2 separate regions of the Mus musculus genome follow, and region 1 is linked to region 2. A link is a contact called in public HiChIP or PLAC-seq data. All regions are on one chromosome and are shown on one strand. The core of a region is the stretch at or near the end of the contact, and the rest is flanking DNA. Distances in the headings are between cores, read along the strand shown. Region 1 has its middle 20 kb from the start of A230028O05Rik. Region 2 holds the start of St6gal1 (beta galactoside alpha 2,6 sialyltransferase 1).

Region 1 (5,759 bases), core at 2,393-4,892, 1.8 Mb after region 2:
AGCATCCCTTCTCATTGGCACTCAGTGGGTCCACAAAGGGAAGTCAGCATCCCTTCCCATTGGCACTCAGTGGGTCCACAAAGGGAAGTCAGCATCCCTTCTCATTGGCACTCAGTGGGTCCACAAAGGGAAGTCAGCATCCCTTCTCATTGGCACTCAGTGGGTCCACAAAGGGAAGTCAGCATCCCTTCTCATTGGCACTCAGTGGGTCCACAAAGGGAAGTCAGCATCCCTTCCCATTGGCACTCAGTGGGTCCACAAAGGGAAGTCAGCATCCCTTCTCATTGGCACTCAGTGGGTCCACAAAGGGAAGTCAGCATTCCTTCTCATTGGCACTCAGTGAGTCCAAATTACTACACTCTACTTTCCACAAATCATGGCTGCTCTGTTGCTGATTTACTGTGTGGTTTGGAGAATTCTCATCCAGTCTCTTCTGATGCCTGCTCCTCCCTGCCTACCTCCTATGAGTACTGTGGAAGCAAATGTGATAATAATCAATAAGGGATGTTGCAGACTAAAAGCTATTTTTATGTTCTGCCCTTAAAGTAATAATAGTTATTTTAATATAATATTTACATGAATAATTATTGCTGTTTTTCTTATTGTCTCCTCACTATTATTAACATGGGAAGTTGCTATTTGCTTCCAAGAACCAGACAGCTGTCATTTATCAAGCAATTTACTTGCTGCATGGTAAAAACCAGGATGATCTCATAAAAAGTACATCTCTTCCATCAGGACCACAATAGCAGATTTTTATCCAATGTGAAAGTGTCTATTGGGACACAAAAGGGATGACCTAGTTCTGAGCTTTCCTCGGGTATGGTCTTATCACTCTCAGACAGAGGAGGAGCTGCCTCTGCCCAGCTGGTGACTGGGCCTACCAGGATCAGCTGTCAGATCTCCTGGTATCCCATCTGTAGCCCCTTTTTGATTTCATTGTCTGTCATACATAATTATGTGTCCCTCCTTTTTTGTTTGTTTTGTTTTGTTTCGTTCTGTTGACACAGGGTTTCTCTGTGTAGTCCTGTGCCGCAGACCTTCTGGGTCCCTGTGTCTGCGTGAAACGGGGTCTCTCGATGCAGGTGGGCAAAGCGTGGATGAATGACAGACAGACACACACACAGGAGAGTTCGTGTGGAATCTGAGTGTAATTTTACAACTCGAGCATCAGGCTTTTTATGCAGAGGACAATAAGGAAGTTGGGTGACATATTAGCAAGGTACAATTGAGGTAACTGGAATCTTACATAAAACAGAGGAATGTAAACACAAAAGGTCTAACGGGAACCACCCAGGATAGAATACATTGATAACAGCTGGGATCAACAAGGGCTCCACCTAAAATTCACTAATCTTAGAAGCCAGGGTCAAGGGCTTCGCGTCCTTGCCACAGTTCCTATTTTAGTCTCTTGTATAGTCCACCTTCCCCTTAGGCCATTGTAAATACGTGTGTATGGGTGTAACTCTGCTATAGTATCTATTCTAGTTTCTCCTTTGGTCTGAAACTTCCTTCTTTTTAAGTGATGGTAAATTCCTATGTAAGGGAGTGACTTAGCTTTTACAATCTTGCTGAATTCTAAACCCTTGATCTTGGTCAAGGATGCCCTTGGACTGTTGCAACACTGGTGGAAGGCTTAAGCCATGTCAGAATTCAATTTTAAAAAGCACTTATAATAGGAAAATATTGAAAGAGAGCACGTGGATCTATACACTAGACTAACGCGGGAATGGAACGCGGGAATGAAAAAATTACTGTATGGGTAGGGAACGCTAGACTCCAGGAGGAGAGCTTCCTTGAAACTCTTTTGCCTCATGAGTGACTTTTAAGCCTTTTGGCTTGTCCAGTTGACTCGACCGGAGAGCGTAGCAGTCCTGGTTGTCCTGTAGACAAGGTTGGCCTCGAACTCAGAGCTCTGCCTCCCTCTGCCTCCCAAGTGCTGGGATTAAAGGTGTGTACACCACCACCGCCCAGCTCTGTGCTTTTGACTTGGATGGTCTAAACAAACAGACCTTCTCAGACTCTAAGGAAGTAGATTCTGACTTTCAGAAGGACAACGACTTCCTTCTTTTGTTGTTAGTTCCTCAAAGTACTTTTGCTCCGACTTAATTACAAGTCCCAGGTGGACCTCCTTAATGGCTTCCATCTCCCTTGTTGATGAAGTACAATCAACAGAGATCCAGGGTTATTTGTAAATGCTGCAGCTTAGCAACAGGGGTTCTCTGTTATTCATGATTAGAAAATAGTTCAAAAGCTGGCCTGAACCTGTAGTTCTTTTTCCGGAATGAACAGGTACAGCAGCACTCACTGGCCAATTAATCTTGGGATAGGCAATGGGTATGGAGATGTGGATCTCAGCTCCATTGCATACTGCCGGAGGGACAGTTTCTCTTTTCTCTGTAAAATGGGCATATACAGATTTCTTTGCAGGGAATGTCATATTTATATACTAGTAACTAGAAAGTGCTATATACCAAGATTAGGTCATATTGAAAGATTCTACTGGAGGATTTTAGGGCTTGAAACAAGAAGGGTTATCTATTCACTTTTTGATATTGGCTGCCCCTACCAATGGCAGAGACAGGGATGGGTGGCAGCAGGAATTGTGGGAACAGTTGGGGCAAGTTATGCATTTGAAGTTAAAAGAGCTTACTCTAGTCAGACTGTCACTCAGTATTCCATGTATATATATATATATGGTATATATATATGGCATATATATATAGTATACAGTATTATATAATATTTAAATATGTTACTCAGTATTATAGCCACCCAAACACTCCCCTTTCCAGGCCTTTCCCAGCCTCTATTTGATGAGTTGATAAAGCCTCTGCTGCTAAAAGCAAGACTAACCAAATAAGTTTTAAAGCATGCCAGAACCATTAGAGTAGATGACTTTTAACATCCCCTCTGTTAAATGATAAAATAAGTTTCATTTAAAATGCTGAAGAAATTAACAGTTGCTAAGGAAAATGACATGTGAAGGTCAAGCCCTTGTCACTGAGTGGGGAAGGGATAGTGATAGTAGGAAACTAAGTTGGTCAACTCATGATCTAGAAGGGCCGTAGCAAGTGTCACACCCAGTGTGTTGAAGGACAGATGGAAACCTGGCTGTGAGCTCTGCATCTAACCTATGGCAAGACTGGGCCTTAATTTCCTCCTCACCAAACTGAAGGATGTCTGTACTTGATGTTTTTTGAAGCAGTTTCCACTTCAAAGCCGAGGAAGCTAACTTTGAGTGTAACTCCTAACAAGCCCTGGGCAAGAGGAATCAGGCCGGCCTCCCTGTGCGCTGAGAAGCGCCTGGTTGAAGCAGATGGAGTGTGTCTATCATGGCGGCTGCATAACCAGTCTGGTCACTTCAGATGTCTCTCCAATTAACACTCATGGAGGCGGCCAACTGCTCAAGCAGCAGAATGTGATGGTGGAGAAGACGGTGGGAATGCCTGGGCCCGATGCCACACCTATTATCTAAGCCTCCTGCCTGAGATGGGGGAGGAGTGGGAGGGGCCAGCCAGACTTCACAGAATGTGGGAGGTGGGAGGAGGGGCGGGCAAAAATGGGAGGTGAGATGCCTGCTCAGATTTCTTTAGCTGCGGAGTCCTAGAAAGTTAGAGATGGGAGCGCTCATTCAGTAACAGCCCTTACTACACACTTTTCATTTCCTCTTCTTCATTGCCATTATGCACAGGGTGCTGTCACCTCTTGCTCCTTGCTCCCTGAAGGATCTCCCTGCCTTCTCTTTTATTTTATCTTCCTTCTCAAAATCAGGTCGTACAAGACAGCCAGAATAAGATTTCTAAAATACGAACGTGGTCCCTTGGAGTAGTTCCTCCTCATTGTTTTTGAGAGGAAAAAATGTAAGCCCTAAAGCCCAACATGTTTCAACCTAAGAGTCGTGATCCTTTTGGAGGTCGAATGGTACCTAAATAGGGGTAGCCTAAGACCATAAGAAAATACACATATTTACATTACGATTCATAACAGTAGTACAATTACAGTTATGAAGTAGCAACAAAAATAACTTCATGATTGGGGATCACCACCCATAAGGGAGGACTGTATTAAAGAGTCACAGGATTAGGACGGTTGAGAATCGATAGTCTAGACGAACATACATGTTCCTAGGGAACACCACTTTGTGCCCCTTCTCTCAGCCCACATTTTGTAGTCATTGGGGGGACTCTTTCTGAAAATTCCCCAATTCCCTGCCTTCCATATTTCTTCTTCTGTGTTCCTTTTCTTCCTTGTCCAAGAAGTTCATGGCTTTTAAATCCTAATTTAGGTAAAAGCTCTCTTAGGAGCCCCTCTAGACCTGCACTTACCGGCCTCTGCTCCAAGACCTGCGGTGTAACCGCTACCAGAGCTTTCACCTTCTGAGTTGGTCCTTACAAGCCTCACCTTCGACACACTGGGATTTCGGGGGATGAGGGATTGTTCTGCTGCCGGAAGCAAGACTGATTTCGACAACAGATGTTTTAGCGATCTCCGGAATCATTTTCCGCCGAGGTATTCCACATTGCCTTCAGCTGAGACTTGGTCAAGGAAAGCTATGCATACAAACTACCTGAATGGAGGAGCCTTGTCTTTAAGCAGGCCTAGAAGGAGGAAGCGACTCGCTGGTGACCACAGAGAGGGAAGACCAGGGACTTGCACCCTTGACTCCCACACCAGCACCCCACACAGGTTTAGTAGTTTCAGCCAACTCTTTCCTGTCAGAAAGACGCACTCTATCGACAGGGGAATTGTGCAAGGGCAAAAGAAATCAGTTTCTCTGGTGTGCCAACTTCCCAAGCTTGTGAAATTCCTGGATTTGTGGATTGGGGAACTGAGAGACATGCCATGTGGAGTCGGCAATGGGCAAGTAGGCCTATCTGAGATGTACTGAGACTGGCAGCAGAAGGGCTTATTTAGGGAACAAAAATAAAATTATATATGATACTCTACCTCAGGTGGGTATGTTAGCTATGTGGGGTTTTTTGTATTATTATTGTTGTGTTTTAATTTTTTTTTTTTTTTTTTTTTTTTTTTTGGCCAGACGGTGGCCAACAGACTTCCAGAATATTCCTTGTTCAAGCACGTAGGAAATCCCTGCCTGTGTTGGTCTTGGGGAGGGAAGTTTGGCTATGAGCAATTTTTCCTGAAAAATCAAAACAGCTCTTCCAAGTGGGCCCTGCTTCCAGGGGCAGTGTGAAGCTGGGCATGCTTCCCTGTGCCTGAGTGTGAGCATGAAGGTATCCGGAGGAGGGAAGGGTGTCTGAAGGTCAGGCTGCTGGGAATCCAAACCTCCAAGCCTGATTTACAGCCCTGGGCCTCAGGTCTCCTCCCACTCAGCCCACAAAATCCCCCAATTTTCTTCTCTGTGAGCCAGCACTCTTCAGAGCTGGGAAATGAGATCTAAGCAGTGGCTTTTTTCTGGGCTTACGTACGCTATGGATTCTTCCCTGAGATGGTGGCAGAGAGGAAGGGAAGTGGTTCTTGAAAGTGTGGGCAGAACACTGGGGTGAGTCAGAAAACAGCAGCCAGCCTGCAACAGGCTGGAGACCATCCAGCCTCACGCTCTCCTTGGCTCCCTTTCTTTTTGATTTCCTCTCTTATTGTGACTTTCAAATAAAATCTTATAGGGAAACCCAACATACTAAACTTAACAACAGAACTGCTCCAAGCTACAGAGGATCAAGGATCAAGTTCTGCTTCTTTGTTCTTTCCCCGAGCATCTGCCAGGATGGAGCCTGTGTGTTCCCTGCCTGGATCTC
Region 2 (5,534 bases), core at 688-3,187:
CCTGTAGCCTGCAGCTCTATAGTCCTGAGATATAGTTCAACATTTTGTCTCTCATTGCAGGTCAGAAGGCCTTACTGATGAAAGAGCCACTTTGGAAAGCTACCAGATGGTGATGCCCCTGCAGTTTTTCTGGGAATATCCCTACATGTCTATTTATCTGTTCTAGACCCCCCCCCCCCCCAGGGCTTCTTTTTAGGTTTGCCACAGTGTGTGGGTATTATCAATGTGGCAAGTTCAAAACCCAGAGTGAACCCCTTCCCTTTCCCCCCCATTGACTGGTTAGAGTTCTAGAAAATAGAACTTAAGAGTAGATGCTGTATCCCATTTTAAAAGAGTCTCTTTCCTATTGTATGGTTCTTAGTTCTTAAATTGAGTGGAAACAAGAGGGAGGTTGAAAGAAAGGATTGAGGCTTTCAATGAACGTGAGGGATACTGAGATTTCTCAAGGGCCTGGGTGACTTAATTTCCTCATCCACAAGTGGGTTTAACACCTTACTGTGTATAACACTGAAACCAGCACTGTGTCTTTGGTGATTCTTGTCTAGATGCCTTTTCTTCATTTCCTGTGTCAGCGTCACAGTTCAGGTGCTTAAGCGATCTCCACTGTCTGTCAGCTCCCAAGTCAGTCTGAGATTCTCACTTAAAGTCCTCGCTCCTGTTTCCATCTTCAAGAACCGCGACCGAAGAATCTACCTAAAGCACAAGGATGCACTGTGAGCCATGCATTAAAATCGTTTAATGGCCTCTTAATGTAGAACAAAATCTTCGACTTTCAGTTAGCACCCTTTCAGAAACAGTCACCCGGGGTCTGCTTTCATTGGCTCACAGCAGAGTGCACTATTATGAGCATGCTCAGTAGGCTAGACTCTACGTTACTTGCTCCACATAAATCATTTCGTGTAAACATGATCCTTAGTGCTGTCTTCTAGCTCTCCATGTTGCAGAAGAGGAAAGAATGGCCCAGAAAGACTGTGGAACTCACCCAAGAACAAATAGCTTCTTGGCCACAGAACTGAATTCACTGTCTGGCACTTTCTGATTTGGGTCTCTGGCTCCAGAGCAGCTGGGGGAGGGTGAGCAGCTAGGGGCTCAGAATCAAAGGATGGAGGAAGACAATCTGAAAGACAGGTGCTGGGGAGGAGGCGGCAATCTTTTCTTTCCCAGGTTGGTGGTGGGAAGCGGCTATCTGGACTTGAAGAGAACGCTCTGGTCCTGGCTCCAGCAATCTTACTGTAGAGGCTATTTTGCTACACAGAAAACCCAGACCAGCAATTTTCTGCGTTCTTGGAGCTCTATTTGATTCCTCTCCCAGCTCAGAGGTGGATATTTGGGATGTGATTACTGCCTCAGAGTAGTCAAATCTCTTCTCTAGGATAGAAAGGACCGAAGGAGCGGCCAGATGGTGGCTTCCAGTTCTCTTACAGAGGAAAGTTTTCAGTCTTTCGGAAGTGGTCTGTGGGTAATCAGAGATGGTCAGACTGCCAGACTGCTTCTTCAACAAGATGTTTCCTCCTGACTTCTCCAGCAGCCGTATCCTAAGCCCAGTGGAAGGAAGGTGCCCGGCTGTCTTTACCTTTGTAACCGGGTCCTGCCTGCCTGCGTACCTACTGTGAGAGTTCCAGGTCGCAGGACTCCAGAACATCTAAAAAAAAAAAAAAAAAAGTTTGACAAGGCTGTGTACAGGATACACTTAATGTTGGGGGATTTTTGTTAAACTCTAAATACTACAGTCTAAGATGTATGTGTCCTACATAAAAATTTGAGTTTTCACAGGGGTTAAATGACTTGTTTGATCAGGATCACCCTGTGCAGAGCCAGGACAAGCACTCTGGTAAGAACGTTTTCGCCAGATAACACTGAATCCAATCCATCGGGACACGCAGGGGGTGGGGGTGGAGGCAGCATTTGGGCTTCCTTGCCTGCCGCATTGCTCCGCCCCAAAGGCTTGCTCTTTGTGGACAGACTGCAAGATTCCCTGCATTACGGGGAGCCCTAAGCAGGCACCTTTAACCTTGAGCCTGCTCGCTAGCGACCTCCAGAGGGCCAGGATGGTTTGGGACCGGTGTGATAGAGCACTTTTCTAGTTTTAACGACTCTATTTGCATAACGGAGACCAAGCGTCCTCCCGCCGGTCTGCCGTGCTTTTCTTCCCTCCTTCCCGGTCCTCTGTACCCTCATCTGTGCTCCCTCTCTGCTTCCCAGAAGATCCGTTCTCAAGGGGACTCACTCGGAGCTTGAGTCCCGGGCTCTTCTCCCTCGGCCCGGCAAGATCCAGAGGCACCTGGGGGAGTGGAGTTGAGCGCCAGCCTGGGTTGGGGAGCCGCCCTGGCACTGCCCGACCCTAACAAAGGGAATCGGACTGCGCGCCGTGCGAGCGCTCGGTGGGCTCAGCGACCGCAGCCGCCTTCCCGATTGAGAGAGCTGCAAGTGAGTAGGGGCGAGGCGGGCGGCACGGGTCTGAAGAAGGAGTGCAGGGGTGCGCTGAGAGGCAGCCCTAGCTGCGGGAGTAGGAGCCGCCGCCCCGGGCTGGGGATGTCTGTCGCGGGTCCAGGGGAGGGACCGCCTTGGCCTCCCCTCCCTAATCCCCCACCCCCACCCCCACCCCCCGGCACGCCAGCCTGCGCACCCATAACAAACCCACGTGTGCGGGGACGCAGGAACCTACACTGCAGCGTCTGTATTGTGTAAGGCGTTGACTCGCGGAGTGAGGGTCTCTTTAGATCTTGCCCACTTTGGTAACAGAGCAGGAAAACAAGCCCGGTGGAAGGAGAGGGGGAGCGCAGGCACCACAACAAACGCACGTGTGCCCCGGCTGAACCTCTTTTGGTCAGGTTATTGTTCCAGCCAAACCAACGGGTGCGGCGCTTGGAGGCCACCTACTACTGCTGGAGAGGTGGGGACCTTTCGCAGCGGTGCTCTGTGAAGGGACGGACTAAACCTGTTGATTTTTAAAGGAAAAAGAAAATACAAACAAGAAAGAGCCGACAAAAAGCCCCCACCCCACCCACACGTATGCTTCACCCATTGGCACGGGTTTGGAGGTGAAACCTACAAGCCCTCATCTCTTCTTCGAGATTTTCTTAAGAGTCGTGGGCTGAACTAAGGATCTGTAGGGTACCCTTCTAAAATAGACCCTGCCCGACACACCATTGTCCCCGTGCACTGGCGACTGCCCCTGTTGGGGAATCTCGAGCGCCTCCCTAGCTTGCTGAAAGAATAGTTCATTTTAACAAAATCCACCAGTGAGGTCTTGGGTTTTGCTTGCTCTTCGCCTGGGAGCTCCCTGTGGCTAGACATTTCAGGTGTCACTGGCCCTGGCCACACAAGGCCAACGGGGGCCCCTCGTCTAGACGGGGACGTATCGGAGGCTCGCAGAGGTAGGTCCACTGTTTGCTGTGCTTTCCCCTTAACTTTCACTCTGCTCACGCAGCCGGATTTTTAGCGTATTGAGGTCTGGGCTTGTCAGCTCTGAGGAAAAGTTGAGGACAGGAAGGGGGCGGTGAACGGATCCTAGGCGACCTGTGCAGGAGTGACAGCATTTTACCAATCTGATGCTGCACCTCGAGTAGTCCCTGTGGAGACTAACCTGTCTCTGAAGACAACTGGACAGCCTTCAACCGTGTACCTTTGTTATTGAAAAAATCCAGGCGACAGCTAGGGAACCTTTTTAATTTTACAGGCAGGAAGCTGAGGTCTGAGAGTTCAGCCCCTTGGGTCTTCCAACTGCTCGGCCTTCATCCAGAGGATTCTGCGGTCGGCTTAAAAGGCAGTAGCCTCAGGCAGGGCGGAGTGAAACAAAGAAAATAATTCAAATTGGAAACTGCGCCCTTCCATTATACCTTTCTAGAGTTCTCTGTTTTAGTGGAGAAGAGGGACTTAGCATTTCCCCCACTTCTCAGCCTGTCCCGCTTCATAACTTTGCTCTGCTCTCCTGGCTGCCCTCTTGTTCTCAAATTGAACTAGGGCCAACTGGAGAGGCTTAGATGTTTTGCGGGCGCTAAGAAGCCTTTGTTCGGGCAGAAGCTGGGGCTGTTGACATCAGCCCCGCTGGGAGGAGAGTGTCTCTTGTAGTCAGCTGCTTCTGAGCCCCTCAGTACAGAACGAAGCATTCTTTTCATTGATTTTATTTAATTAATTTATCTATTATGTATGATTCCCGTGGAAGTGACTGTGCCTTTTGTGTTTAGCAGAGAAGCAGGCAGAGGACAGTGAGATTAGTTTCTCTAAAGCTAGCTAGTTTGTGCTTGGAGGCTTTTCTCTCCATCTTCGCTCCGCCTAGGTGTGTTTCCTTCCTCCTAGTCGTGTTTACTTTCCCCTTCATTTCCAGGCTGTTTAGCTTTGTAATGGCAACGTTAAAAAAAAAAAAAATCACAGCTCTCAATTTACAGGAATAGGAGAGAATTTATTCTGGAGCCACTTCGGGTGACCCTGGCCTGGGAACACAGATTTAGATGATCTCAAATTCTATGTTGCAATGTGGAAGCAGCTTCTTGGAGTGTTTAGTTTTACTGGGCGGAGAAAGTTGTGAATTCAGGAAAGTTTAAAATACATTGGCAGGTACATCAGAGAGGCAGGTACCTAGGAATTTGGGAAGCTTTTCTATAACATCAAAATTCTATCTGGTGGGATTCTTGGCTTTTAGACTGGTAGAAGTTAGTTTCCTGCAAAATTAATAGATTCTAAAAGGCTTTTTATATGTTGCCAAAAGATGCTAGTTTCAACACAGGGAGTGTGTGTGTGTGGGGGGGGGGGTAAGGTGGGGGGCGGGGTGGGGGTAAGGGCAGGGGCAGGCCAAGGATGGATTGGAGTGATGGAGTGAGATGGAGGTGGGGGATGGTCCAGGAAACCCCTGTTTTGGAGGACTAGAACTTAGCCCTAGATAAAGTAATTAGCCTCTGGACCTGCAGAATTCCAGTCTCCGAAGTGCTGTAATTCTTATCTGAAGACCAATCTCGGCAGACAGGGATTACTTTCTGGAGTTTCTATTCCCAGCCAGGTGAGGTTGTCTCCTCAGGATGGTAATGAAGTTGAGGCTCCTTTTTTTTTTTTTTAAACGTAGGAAAATGAAGGACCTGAGAAGAGAAATGACCTGCTCCAAACACACAGAAACACACAGTCCACCTGCTTTTAGTGTCCCCTTTTTGCGTCAAAGGGAAGGTGTTGCATCAAACAAGTTGTCGGTACCCCAGAGTAAAGTCAAAGTTAGGTTGCTATAACAACACCCTTGCATCCTAGAGGATGTAAACAGGCTTGGCTTTCAAGCAGAGGAGTGGGTGCCGAGGGCAGGTACGGTGTGGAGTACTGCATTTAGGATGAGAATCGCTTTTCCTTGGTTTGCCAAGTGCTTCATTTCCCTCTTGCCCTGGGAAGATGCTTTGCAAATATTTGCAAAGCAAAGGACAGTAAGACCACAGAGACTCCACTCAGCTAGTCATTGTAGTTAACCTCTGGGGTCCTATTTTTTTTTCTTTTCTTTTTTTTTTTTTTTTGCCCAATGAACCTGCCAGTCCGTGCCCTGGCTCTCCTAGGAAGTA

The links. HiChIP or PLAC-seq counts read pairs in DNA pulled down with a chosen protein or histone mark.
Region 1: an H3K27ac HiChIP or PLAC-seq map of embryonic stem cells shows a contact between it and region 2, with 3 times the contacts expected there. The contact joins the enhancer-like site here to the promoter of St6gal1 in region 2. A contact is called at or near these places in 2 of 39 promoter capture datasets (pre-B cells and stem cell-derived epiblast-like cells), 2 of 115 datasets of contacts at active chromatin or transcription factors (both in embryonic stem cells) and 1 of 9 other capture datasets (embryonic stem cells).

The regions. Positions count from the first base shown.
Region 1 is chr16:25,036,674-25,042,432 of GRCm38.p6, forward strand. No RefSeq gene overlaps it. Among named protein-coding and RNA genes, the nearest start is that of A230028O05Rik, 20 kb to the right of the region's middle. Within about 2 kb of position 3,643, at least 59 of the 459 cell types and tissues checked have an H3K27ac peak or open chromatin away from gene starts, as enhancers often do. A contact at or near this core is called in embryonic stem cells, where this site is marked.
Region 2 is chr16:23,222,803-23,228,336 of GRCm38.p6, forward strand. It overlaps St6gal1 (beta galactoside alpha 2,6 sialyltransferase 1), which reads left to right and starts at 1,938. Exons shown (of 8, transcript NM_145933.4): 1 at 1,938-2,427. It overlaps BC106179 (cDNA sequence BC106179), which reads right to left and starts at 2,682. Exons shown (of 3, transcript NR_152126.1): 1 at 2,666-2,682; 2 at 983-1,642; 3 at 1-693.